2 separate regions of the Mus musculus genome follow, and region 1 is linked to region 2. Evidence: chromatin contacts called from public Hi-C data. All regions are on one chromosome and are shown on one strand. The core of a region is the stretch at or near the end of the contact, and the rest is flanking DNA. Distances in the headings are between cores, read along the strand shown. Region 1 overlaps Map6 (microtubule-associated protein 6). Region 2 holds the start of Map6 (microtubule-associated protein 6).

Evidence for each region. A called contact is a pair of places that touch in the nucleus more often than the background predicts.
Region 1: a Hi-C map of the N1E-115 cell line shows a contact between it and region 2, with 3 times the contacts expected there. The contact joins the enhancer-like site here to the promoter of Map6 in region 2. A contact is called at or near these places in 3 of 39 promoter capture datasets (3T3-L1-derived adipocytes, the SN4741 cell line and maxillary cranial neural crest), 3 of 15 datasets of contacts at CTCF or cohesin (CD8 T cells, the NIH/3T3 cell line and large pre-B cells), 23 of 484 Hi-C or Micro-C datasets (the 3T3-L1 cell line, 3T3-L1-derived adipocytes, the C2C12 cell line and 17 more), 18 of 115 datasets of contacts at active chromatin or transcription factors (the 230-238 cell line, Th17 cells, bone marrow-derived macrophages and 14 more) and 2 of 9 other capture datasets (adipose tissue and pancreatic islet).

The regions. Positions count from the first base shown.
Region 1 is chr7:99,297,616-99,304,220 of GRCm38.p6, reverse strand. All of the region lies in intron 1 of Map6 (microtubule-associated protein 6), which reads right to left. It overlaps Gm40449 (a long non-coding RNA gene), which reads left to right. Exons shown (of 3, transcript XR_869820.3): 2 at 1-267; 3 at 3,349-3,947. Among named protein-coding and RNA genes, the nearest start is that of Gm40449, 4.3 kb to the left of the region's middle. Within about 2 kb of position 3,285, at least 7 of the 459 cell types and tissues checked have an H3K27ac peak or open chromatin away from gene starts, as enhancers often do. A contact at or near this core is called in the N1E-115 cell line, where this site is marked.
Region 2 is chr7:99,263,069-99,269,183 of GRCm38.p6, reverse strand. It overlaps Map6 (microtubule-associated protein 6), which reads right to left and starts at 1,737. Exons shown (of 3, transcript NM_001048167.1): 1 at 1-1,737. The coding sequence starts at 1,162. It overlaps Gm26705 (predicted gene, 26705), which reads left to right and starts at 1,966. Exons shown (of 4, transcript NR_103487.1): 1 at 1,966-2,039; 2 at 2,713-2,777; 3 at 5,356-5,535.

The sequences.
Region 1 (6,605 bases), core at 2,036-4,535, 33 kb before region 2:
CTGGGAAAGATGTCCGGCAAACCAGCCGCAGCTGGCTCTCACAAGAGCAACCCTTAATTAGGCAGCTACCAGAGACAATAGAAAGATAAACCAATTAGAGGTAGAGAGGAACCTGGATGGTGGTTGTGAGAGCTGCTCTCAAATGGCTGTTACCTTGAGCCCAGGGCTGGCTCTGTGGCCTTCTTTATATGGTTGTTGTTTTTGCTCTTTTTGTTTGTTTGTTTGTTTTTCAGTGCTGAGGACAGAACCTAGGGACTTGCATTCGAGGTAAGCATTCTACCACTGAGCTGTGTCACCAGGCCTTTAAGTTTGTGTTTATTTGAGACAATTGACCAAGCTAGCTTTAAATGTGTGTGTGGTATGCATGCCTCTGTGTGTGTGTGTGTGTGTGTGTGTGTGTGTGTGTGTGTGTATTTTCTTGAATTGTGGTAGGAGACCGGAGGTTGACATTAGATATGAAAGCAGGGTCTTCCCCATAGGTGTCTTGTTTGCTTTGTCACACTGGGATAAGTGACAGAAGTGGAGGTGACCAGCCTGCAGCCTACTAAGAGACAGAAACTGGGTAACAGCCTTGCACACTGTCTTCCTTCACTCTCACAAAGGCCATGTGGGCAGGCACTGTTGTCATCACAGTTAGCTACAGTGGAGGCCACCTGAGCTGAGGGAGTCAGGTATCCTGACCTTGGACAGGACAATAAGAGCTGCTGGGATTAAACAGGAACAGTTCAAGTAATGGCAGTGCCCTAGCCTGACAGGGAAACTTCACCCAGGCACCAAGACAGCTCCATCTTCCAGGGTGAGGCCTATGTTCTAGATTTGGGATTTTGAAAGGTGGAGAGAGGACACTGCATCTGGGGGGCTGTGTAGAGAGTTCAAGGGAGTGTGGACCTTAAGGACTGTGATGGACTGGGAGTGGACACATCTGAGAAACCCAAAGGTCAGGGAGACGGCTGGCTCGTGGACCCAGGGGTAGAGAGAGGGACAGTGGCTGTAGAGCACATAGATTGTACTCTCTGGTGGAACCATCTGTGTGGTGCTGTTTCTTGGATTAGAGGTTAAGAAGGTCATCTCAAGGGGCAAGTGGCTCTCAGCGTAAGAAGCTGGTGGGCTATGGGATGCTCAGAGGTGAGGAAGGCACATGAGACCAGCTACAGAGATTCACATACATTAAGATACCTGCAAGGTGAGCTCTATAGCAACGGGAGGGGGAGCACACTCTGACAGGTCTAGCAAAACGCCCCAAGACACTGAATCTACTGCAAAGAGCTGCCAGTCCACACTGAGTACCAGTCTGGGCAAGAGCTCTCTTGCTGCCAGCCCTCTGCCAGGCCTCTCCTCTCTCTTCGGGAAGAAAAGTGATAGCTTTAAATAGGTTGGCTTTTTAGCTATAAAACCAATGGAATGTTTTAATAGCTAGTAGAGCTTGATTCACTAAGTTATGAGACTTTCCCAAAGGTTGCACTAGGTACATGATGTGACTTTCCCTACACTTTATCAAGAATAGAGAAAGAACTTCACTATAGAATAAATTATTACTAGTAGTATTCATATGTGTGTGTGTGTGTATGTATGTATGTCACATGTATGGGGATGAGCATGGAGGTCAGACAAAGACACCAGATCCCCTGGTTCTAGGCTATAAGTGGTTTTAAGCTGCCTAATGTGGGTGCTGGGAATAAAACTTAGGTCCTCTGGAAGAACAGGACTCAATCCACTGAGCCATCTTTCCAGCCCCGATTATTTTTAACTGTGTGTGCTTTCTCCGACTCTGGTTATCCCTCTGAGACTAGCTCCCCCAACACGACGACCACGCCAACACAAAGCTCTGTTTACAAATTGGAACTGAGTCCTTCAACTAGCTCTTTGGCTGTGACTACTGCAGTTTATATTAGTTCTTTGACAGGCAGTCAAGTGGCAGCTGCTAAAGAATGAGTTTTTCTTTCCAACCCCTTTTATCTCCAAACAGAGGACTGCAGTCTGCATGGGCACTGAGAGGAGAGCAGCTTTCTCTTTGTAGAGAAATCTTTACCAAATGAATGATTATACTTCAAATGTAGGATGCCAACTCCATTGGTTGACATTGACCTGCTGGAGTCCCAAGCAAAGACACAATAGGAAGACCCAAATTGGAGCTGGGTGGCTCAGTGGTCAAGGGCACTTGCTGCTCTTCCTGGAGACCTGGGTTCAGTTCTCAGTCAGATACTGCGGCTCACAACCATCTGTTACTCCAGATACAAAGCCCTGGTGTGGACATGCATGATGCAGACAAAAACCTAGACACATAAAAATAAATGATTTTTTAATTGAAGACCCAGATTTAGAGTTCTTGGGGTTTGAATCCTGCCAGGGCCTTGCTTTCTCTGGCTCGTTAGGCCAGTCACTTGATCCTGAGCTTCCGTGTCCTAATCTATTAAATTGGAATAACAACTTTGTCCTTCAAGAGTATTTTGAGATTAAATTACATCAAGTGTGCAGGTCTATGTCTAATGCTTCTAGCATGCACTTTACTGGTTATAATGCATCAGATACTGCATTAAGAGGTGACTATTTTATCCCTTTAAATTTATGGTAGAGGGCAGAGGAGATGGCTCAGTAGTTAAGGACTCAGACTGCTCTTGCAGAAGACCTGCTTTTAGTTCACCCAGGTTAGGCAGCTCACAACAGCCCGTAACTCCAGCTCCAGGGGACTCAGTGCCTTCTTTTGGCCTTGGTGGGTTTTACACTTATGTGCTAAGCCTTGCATGTGCTCACACACTATTAAAAATAAAATGAATCTGAGCCAAGTGCAGTGGCATATGTCTTTAGTCCCAGCACTTGAGAGGCAGAGGCAAGCAGATCTCTGAGTTCAAGGCCAGCCTGGTCTACAGAGTGAGTTCCAGACCATCAAGGGCTACACAGAGAAACCCTGTCTCAAACAAACAAACAAACAAACAAACATGAAACTGAAGAAAGCCCAAACTTGTTTTCCCTGAGCCTCTCATCTGCCATTGCCACCTGCCATCTGTAAAATGGAGATGTCATTTATGTTTTTCTGAAGTACTATAAAAGTTGTTTTTGTTTGGGGTCATTAGGGATTAAATGTAGCCCTCCCCAGGCTAAGCCTACATTGTACCATTGAGCTGCATCCCAGACTCTACAACTATTTTCTCAAGAGCCCCCCCTCCCCTTCCCAGCTGGAATCATTTAACCCAGGACCAGGAGGAGACAGCCCAAATTCTCTGCCTCAAGGACACTGATGGATGGCCCTCCCATGACTGTCTCAGCTAACAAACTCCTGCAGGACAAAGGGGAAAAAAGGCAGATTCAAAGGCTGGTGATTCTATGATCTCATGCTTCCTTCTGACACAGAGCTCGGCGGGAGACCAAGGAAATTCAATTGGAAGAAAATACACTTATCTCCTTTGATATACGGAGGGGGAGCCAGGAAGGGACATAAAGGCCAGTTCTACAGGAAGATCATCTCTGGTCCCAGGAGATAAGCACTGAGCATCCAATTGTGTCACTCATCTGGGATGATCCAGTTCCATCTAGCAAGGCCACCTGCTAAGGTATCTCTTTTTTCATTGGCCCATGCACCACCAGGCATCTATGTGAGTGAATTTATTATGTTTTAAAAGAAGATTTTTATTTTATTTTTAATTATGTGCGCGTGTTTGTGTGTACATCTGTGGAGGAACTTGTGCACATGTGTGCAGGTACCTGAGACCGGAAGAAGGCAGTTGATTCCCTGGAACTGAAGTTTCAGGAGATTGGGAGCCACACACTGTGGGTACTGGAATCCAACTCAGTCCTTTGCAGAGCAGCACATGCTCTTCAGCACCAAGCCATCTCCCCAGCCCCAAACGAACAAATTTCTACCAGTGGTGAGATTACCTTTGTGAGCACGAAGGACATAGCTCTGACTTTAAATCCGTTAATGTACTCAATAAATCTCCAAATTCTAAGAGCTTTTAATGTCTTCTACATTCATTTCTACGTTCACGGCCTTGGGGATCATTGTCAGCTCTGAGGGCCCCGGGACAGTGAATTCAATTCCCTGAGCATTCTGATTTAATCGTCCGTCATCTTACTCTACCCAGCTTGACAGAGGAGACTCCCAGGAAAGACACTGACAAAGGAATAATCTGATGCAGGAAGTGTGTAACTGAGCTAAGGACACAGGAAGTGTGTAACTGAGCTAAGGACACAGGAGTGTGTAACTGAGCTAAGGACACAGGAAGTGTATAACTGAGCTAAGGACACAGGAAGTGTGTAACTGAGCTAAGGACACAGGAGTGTGTAACTGAGCTAAGGACACAGGAAGTGTGTAACTGAGCTAAGGACACAGGAAGTGTGTAACTGAGCTAAGGACACAGGAAGTGTGTAACTGAGCTAAGGACACAGGAGTGTGTAACTGAGCTAAGGACACAGGAGTGTGTAACTGAGCTAAGGACACAGGAAGTGTGTAACTGAGCTAAGGACACAGGAAGTGTGTAACTGAGCTAAGGACACAGGAGTGTGTAACTGAGCTAAGGACACAGGAGTGTGTAACTGAGCTAAGGACACAGGAAGTGTGTAACTGAGCTAAGGACACAGGAAGTGTGTAACTGAGCTAAGGACACAGGAGTGTGTAACTGAGCTAAGGACACAGGAAGTGTGTAACTGAGCTAAGGACACAGGAAGTGTGTAACTGAGCTAAGGACACAGGAGTGTGTAACTGAGCTAAGGACACAGGAAGTGTGTAACTGAGCTAAGGACACAGGAAGTGTGTAACTGAGCTAAGGACACAGGAGTGTGTAACTGAGCTAAGGACACAGGAAGTGTGTAACTGAGCTAAGGACACAGGAAGTGTGTAACTGAGCTAAGGACACAGGAAGTGTGTAACTGAGCTAAGGACACAGGAGTGTGTAACTGAGCTAAGGACACAGGAGTGTGTAACTGAGCTAAGGACACAGGAAGTGTGTAACTGAGCTAAGGACACAGGAAGTGTGTAACTGAGCTAAGGACACAGGAGTGTGTAACTGAGCTAAGGACACAGGAGTGTGTAACTGAGCTAAGGACACAGGAGTGTGTAACTGAGCTAAGGACACAGGAAGTGTGTAACTGAGCTAAAAACACAGGAAGTGTGTAACTGAGCTAAGGACACAGGAAGTGTGTAACTGAGCTAAGGACACAGGAAGTGTGTAACTGAGCTAAGGACACAGGAAGTGTGTAACTGAGCTAAGGACACAGGAAGTGTGTAACTGAGCTAAGGACACAGGAAGTGTGTAACTGAGCTAAGGACACAGGAAGTGTGTAACTGAGCTAAGGACACAGGAAGTGTGTAACTGAGCTAAGGACACAGGAAGTGTGTAACTGAGCTAAGGACACAGGAAGTGTGTAACTGAGCTAAGGACACAGGAAGTGTGTAACTGAGCTAAGGACACAGGAAGTGTGTAACTGAGCTAAGGACACAGGAGTGTGTAACTGAGCTAAGGACACAGGAAGTGTGTAACTGAGCTAAGGACACAGGAGTGTGTAACTGAGCTAAGGACACAGGAGTGTGTAACTGAGCTAAGGACACAGGAAGTGTGTAACTGAGCTAAGGACACAGGAGTGTGTGGCTGTGTTAAGGACACAGGAAGTGTGTAACTGAGCTAAGGACACAGGAAGTGTGTAACTGAGCTAAGGACACAGGAGTGTGTGGCTGTGTTAAGGACACAGGAAGTGTGTAACTGAGCTAAGGACACAGGAGTGTGTAACTGAGCTAAGGACACAGGAGTGTGTAACTGAGCTAAGGACACAGGAGTGTGTAACTGAGCTAAGGACACAGGAAGTGTGTAACTGAGCTAAGGACACAGGAAGTGTGTAACTGAGCTAAGGACACAGGAGTGTGTAACTGAGCTAAGGACACAGGAGTGTGTAACTGAGCTAAGGACACAGGAAGTGTGTAACTGAGCTAAGGACACAGGAAGTGTGTAACTGAGCTAAGGACACAGGAGTGTGTAACTGAGCTAAGGACACAGGAAGTGTGTAACTGAGCTAAGGACACAGGAAGTGTGTAACTGAGCTAAGGACACAGGAGTGTGTAACTGAGCTAAGGACACAGGAAGTGTGTAACTGAGCTAAGGACACAGGAAGTGTGTAACTGAGCTAAGGACACAGGAGTGTGTAACTGAGCTAAGGACACAGGAAGTGTGTAACTGAGCTAAGGACACAGGAAGTGTGTAACTGAGCTAAGGACACAGGAAGTGTGTAACTGAGCTAAGGACACAGGAGTGTGTAACTGAGCTAAGGACACAGGAGTGTGTAACTGAGCTAAGGACACAGGAAGTGTGTAACTGAGCTAAGGACACAGGAAGTGTGTAACTGAGCTAAGGACACAGGAGTGTGTAACTGAGCTAAGGACACAGGAAGTGTGTAACTGAGCTAAGGACACAGGAGTGTGTAACTGAGCTAAGGACACAGGAAGTGTGTAACTGAGCTAAGGACACAGGAAGTGTGTAACTGAGCTAAGGACACAGGAAGTGTGTAACTGAGCTAAGGACACAGGAAGTGTGTAACTGAGCTAAGGACACAGGAAGTGTGTAACTGAGCTAAGGACACAGGAAGTGTGTAACTGAGCTAAGGACACAGGAAGTGTGTAA
Region 2 (6,115 bases), core at 488-2,987:
CCTCCGAGCGACGCACCATCCAGGCCGGCCCCGCCTTCCTCCTCGTGTCGCGCTCGTCTGCACCAGATGCCTTTCCAGCTGCGGGGCCGCCCTCCTGGGTCTGAGACTGGGCGGGTGGCAGCGGCGTCTCCTCGTGCCCTTCCGTGCGAGTCACCATCCACGCGGGTCCAGCCTTCCTGCGTGTGTCACGCTGATCTGCACCGGACGCCTTTCCAGCTGCAGGACCACCCTCCTGGGTCTGGGATTGGGCTGGGGGCAGAGGCTTCTCTTCGTGCCCTTCGCTGCGAGTCACCATCCATGCTGGCCCTGCCTTCCTGCGTGTGTCACGCTGATCTGCACCGGACGCCTTTCCAGCTGCAGGACCACCCTCCTGGGTCTGGGATTGGGCTGGGGGCAGAGGCTTCTCTTCGTGCCCTTCGTTGCGAGTCACCATCCATGCTGGCCCTGCCTTCCTACGTGTGTCGCGCTGGTCTACACCGGACGCCTTTCCTGCCGCCAGCACCCCGGCTCCTCCAGCACCCTCCGGGTCCCGGGCATCAGCAGAAAGTTGCATGGGCCCGCGCTCTTGGCTCTGAGGCCGACGCTTGGGCACCCCGAGAACAGGTTGGGAAGGCTGCGAAGTCGCAGGGATTTGCACCGGCTTGGGGATCCAGGGATGGTCCCCGCGCCGGGGCAGCGGCCAGGCGCGGAAGTCCTTCTGGTACTGGGTCTCGCGCTCGAAGGGCGCGTCGGACGGCTGGTACTCGCTGCGCGGCCGGCAGCTTGGCTCGGGCCGCTGCACTTTCCAGGCGCGGTAGTCCTGTCGCATCACCGAGTCCGCGGGGCCTGAGCCGGAAGTGGAGGCTGAGGCCGCGCCCAAGCCCAGCCCGCTCCGGCCGGGGGCGGCTACAGTCTCGCGGTCGACGCTGGGCCCGGGCGCAGGCCCTGTTGCCCGGGCAACTGCATCCGACTCTCCCTGGGCTGGCTGCGTCTCTATGGCGACAGCACGCGAGGGGGGCGCTAACGCGGGCTGCAGCGGAGCTGGCGGCTGCGGAGGGGCGCCTGGGTGTTCGGTGGCCTCCGAGTACTTGGTGAAAACCAGCGGCACCGCAATGTCCGCCTTGTCCAGCTGGTTCCAGAAGCGGGCGATGCAGCAGGCCCTTGTGATGCACGGCCACGCCATGTTAGCCACAAAGCCTTTTTGTGGTCCTAAATCAAATCTCCAATCTCCCTTTAACCCCAACCCAGACCCGCCAATGTGGTTCCCACCGCTTCCTTCCCTTAGAAGCCCTTTGCCTCGTCCTCCACCCTCAAAGAGCACCCGGGGACAAGGTACCGCTGAGATAAAGTCCGTAAAGTCCCTCGATTGCCGGCTGCAAACGCCTGCTGCAGAGGAGCTGCTGTGGGCAGTGAAGAATAGGAGCGAGGCTCAGCGTCCCAGAGTCCAGGCCTAGGGCGTCTGGGCGCGCCCTCTCTGCGACTGCGGTGTCTAGCAGACCCCGGCAGAGCAAGGAGATGCTTGGCAAAGAGGCTGTGGGCTTAAGCCATGGCGCAGGGAAGGATCCGCAAGCAGGCTTTTATCTCCTTTCCGTCTGGTTCAGCCGGCCGCCTAGCGAGGCTTGGCAGCGGTCACCTCCAACCCAGACAGAGCAGAGAGCAAAACGGCCTCTATCTATACCCCCGGTGATGCCGCAGCCGCTGCCGCTGTCGTCTTCTGCTGCAGAGAGGCGGCCCCACCCTTTTTTGCGGCTCAGCAAGGGAGGTGGGGTGATCAAGAAAAGATGCTGAGAGTATGCGCGCTGCAGAAAAAAAAAAAAAAATCACCTGCTGTCGTCAGGGCGCGCAGCTGAGAGGTTGCCCTCTCCCTGTCCCCTCCTCCCTTCTCTCTGGCAGCTCCTCCCTTCTCTGTTCCCAGGCAACAGCAGAACTGGGTCCTTGATAGGTTCAAGTCCCAAGCTCCTGAGGACTTGCTGTCCTTGAGTTGCCAGCTTCATGTCCTAGAACCGAGTCTCCTCTCTTTCGTAAAATCGCCCCAACCAATGAATACTAATTTTTTAAGTGTAAGACCGCCCCGCCTCCATGAAATGTCTGTTTCAGACTAGATGCTTTGGCTTCTTTTAAAAATCTTTTTTACTTTTTTTTTTTTTTTTTTGGTTTTTGGCTTTTGTTTTTTCGAGACAGGGTTTCTCTCTGTAGTCTTGGCTGTCCTGGAACTCAGTCTGTAGACCAGGCTGGCCTTGAACTCAGAAAAGCCGCCTGCCTTTGCCTCCCAAGTGCTGGGATTAAAGGCGTGCGCCACCTTTTAATTATGTGCTTTTGTCTGTGTGTGGGTATATGCACATGGGCTCTGGTGCCTGCTGAGGCCAGAGGGTCAGAAGTAGATTTCCCTGGTGCTGTGCAGGCGACTATGAGCTCCCACCCCACCCCCATGTGAATGCTGGGACCCGGACTTGGGTCCTCTGGAACACCAATACAAGTTTTTAACCACTCAGCCCCTGAATAGATACTTTAAAAGGGAGAGCTGCAGTTAATTGGTCAGCTATCAGGCTGTACTTATGCTCCGTGTTGCTGGTTCTTGACCTAAGCCTATGTGTACAGGGCTTCCCCAGTTGTATGAGATTGGGAGAGGCCGGCCTGGGAGAGGCCGGCCTAGCCATACTCTGGCTGTTCCTTCTTTAAGCAACTGGGAAGCAGTGAGTCTACTCTCCCAGGATAAAATTGGTTCTTCTCCAGCCCAGATGCTGCACTGGGGGAAAGGGAGAAAAAGGAAGATTCTGGAAAGAGACCCAAGGGAGGAGGTAAGCGGCTGGATGAGAGACAGTTCCCTAGGAAAAGGGAGACCTCTTTGAGGGGATTCTCGGTTGTGTTTCTGCCTTCTTTTCTACTTTGGGGTTGAACAGATTTTGGAATCTAATGGACCTGCTTTGGCTCTGATACTCTCTTTGTGACTTGGGTTGTCTCTGGGCTGCAGTCCCCTGGGTCGGGGCGGGGGGTGGGGGGGTGGGGGGGGAGGGGTAGTAGAGCTAATAAATGCCTCGGGGTGGTTTCATGAGGAAAGTTAAGCACCCAGAGCAGAAGCCTGGAGTCCATACTCAGGGATTTGGATCCTGGCTTCTGCACTTTTGGCTCTAAGGCATAGACAAATTGTGGCAACCTCTGACCCTTAACTTTGTCTCTGAGCAAGGGTATCTATTCTGAACTTACAAAGTTTTTCTGAAGACTGAAGTGACACAATTCACAAGAAATATTAGCTGCAGCTCCTGGCATATAGAAATGGCTTCTTCAGCAGAACCTGTTAATATTCAAAAGCTTATCCAAAAGTCTCACAGGCAGAGCCTCCCAGATAAGCCACTGAGAAGCCTGCTACTTGGAAATCTGCTACTTCACAAGGAAAAGAAAGAGTTCATTTTCTTAAAAGTCCCAAATATTTACTCTTAATTAATTTATTTGTGGCATATATGCACATGTGTACGTCTAAGGGAGGATGCTGGGTATTCTGCTCTACCATTCTCTGCCTTTTTCCCCATGAAACAAGGTTTCTCACTGAATCTGAAGCTAGGCTCACTGGCTAGCAAGCCCCTGCAGTTTTCCTGGCTCTGCCCCTCACAGTGCTGAGGTCCCAGGTGCTCACCTGACCACACCCTGATTTGTGCTTCACTGTGCAGGACTTGAACTCATGTGCTCACGCTTGCATAGCAAGGGAACTGCATTAGGAGGCCATAATTCTGTAAGGGAAGAGTACGTTATTGTAAGGTGAATATGTCTTCCTGGGGTGGATCCCTCCTCAGTCCCCTCACCTGTCTCACTGGATTAACCCTTAAGGAGGTGACAAGGTCATCTTGTCACCTGAGGTAGATTCCATCCTTTTTGATCCAGTCAGATAGTAAGCAGTGTTTCAGATTAGCTCTGACTTAGTAATAAGCCTCAAGGATCCATCATATCTTTTCATGGCTTGGTATCTCATTTCTCTTTTCTGTAATATTACTGTGTTCCATAGATTATTTATCCAGTCACCTGCTGAATGGCATGCTGGTTGCTTCAACTTGGGGGGAATTATAAACAAAGCTGCTAAAACAGTGTTCAGGTTTCTGTGCTGACATAAGCTTTGGGCTCTTTTGGGTAATTATCAAGGAGCAGGATTGTGATTATGTGGCCAAAAGAATAGCTAGTTTTGTAACAAAGCAAACTGTCTTCCACCATAATTGTACCAGTTTTGAGTACTCAGTAGTAACTGATGAGTTAGTTTTGTAACAAAACAAACTGTCTTCCACCATAGTTGTACCAGTTTTGAGTGCTCAGTAGTAACTAATGAGAACTCCTGTTTCTCTCCCCCTTGCCAGTGTTTGGTGCTGTGTCTGTTTGGGTTACATTTGTTGTTTAATTTGCAAGTCTTTAGCAACATAATACATTGAGCTTTTTTTTTTCTTATGCCAATTTGGCCAGATCCAACTTGTTGATGAGGGATCTGTTCAAGGGATTGTCCTCCTACCTCTACATACAAGCATGTGATGTTATGCCCAGCTACACTCATACACACTTAGATAGATAGATAGATAGATAGATAGATACATACATACATACATACATACATACATGATTGATAGATAGATAGATAGATGATAGGTAGGTAGGTAGGTAGATAGATAGATAGATAGATAGATAGATCAATAGATAGATAGATAGATAGAAAAATCTGATATTTAGTAGTGTTTATGTTAGGAGCAAGCCATGGTTTAATAGCCAGCAATGTACAGATATAATTCCACACACAACAGATTAATGTGGAAGATCATGAGTCATCTTAAAAGCGTGATCATATTGATACTTAGCAATCAATTCTTAAAATAGCCTGTAAGTTAGACCTTCCCTATTATATCAAAGGCACTCACTCTGCTTCCTGCTTTATCGTGAAATGCTGGGCTTTTTCCTTACGCATTAGGGGACCATGGGACAAAGTTACAGGCTTCAGTGTTGAAGCTACGTAGTCCTTGGAGGACTCATAGGACCTCTGCTGGGGCTGCCGTGAGATCAGAAGTAGGGACGAAAGAAAGCAAGATAATGGCATCTTTGAATTCTGGGATCAGAATAAAATAATGATAATATTTTAAGATCAAAAATATTTATTTGGAGTCCTAGAATTTCAAAGTAATAAAACAACAGAGTTCCAGAATCATAAAATAAATGAAAATTAGATCAAATATAAGAAGCTAAGAAGCTAGAAATCACAGACTCGCATACATATGTTCTCTCTCTCTCTCTCTCTCCCTCTCCCTCTCCTTCCCTCCCAACTGGCTGTTGCTAGAGACTATCATAGACTAAATGTATGTGTGCACCAAACATCTATGTTAAAACCCTAACCAAAGGGGCTATCTCTAGGGAAAACACAGATGAAGTCATGAGGATGCCACCCCACCCCACTTCAGACACATGCCCTTAAAGAAGAGGAAGAGGCCGGAGTCATATGTTTGCAGCATCTGCATAGCAGGAAATGGATCCTCACGGACACCACTTGCATCAGAGCTTTGATGTTGTACTTCCCACGCCCTGGAACTGTGGGTAAAGAGCACTTGTTGTTTCAGCTCGGTATCTATGGTGTCTGTCCCAGAACTAAAACAGGCTAAGATACACAGTAAACATGTCTTCTTTTTGTTGAACTAAAATTTTAAAATCTCCTTTACACAACATGAGGGCCTTGTGAAGACATTTTTAAAACAACTATAACGTCCTCAGATTTCAAGGTGCTCTGCTATTCATTATCCAGTCCAACTACTACACTAAGCAAGGTCACCTGACACTCTGCAACTCGTTTGTTTGTTACCCAAGGAATTGTCGCCCGATCATTTACCAACTGCTGGCGTCCCTTGCCCAGCACACTCGCTATGATGATGTTTGTCACATGATGATTTCTCAGAATCCTTTATTCTTTCTACACTTAGTAGCTGGCCTCTTTGTTATACACTGTCGGATTCATGAATATTTTTACTGTGGTATTAACCCATTTTTTTCACTTTTCATTTTGAGGCTTATGTTGTCCAGATTTTCTAAGTGGGAATCCTTGGTGATAGATCTGAGATGCCCTTAAATAAAATGGCCCGGATAAATTTTAAATTCCATCCTAAACACACTCCCTGCCTAC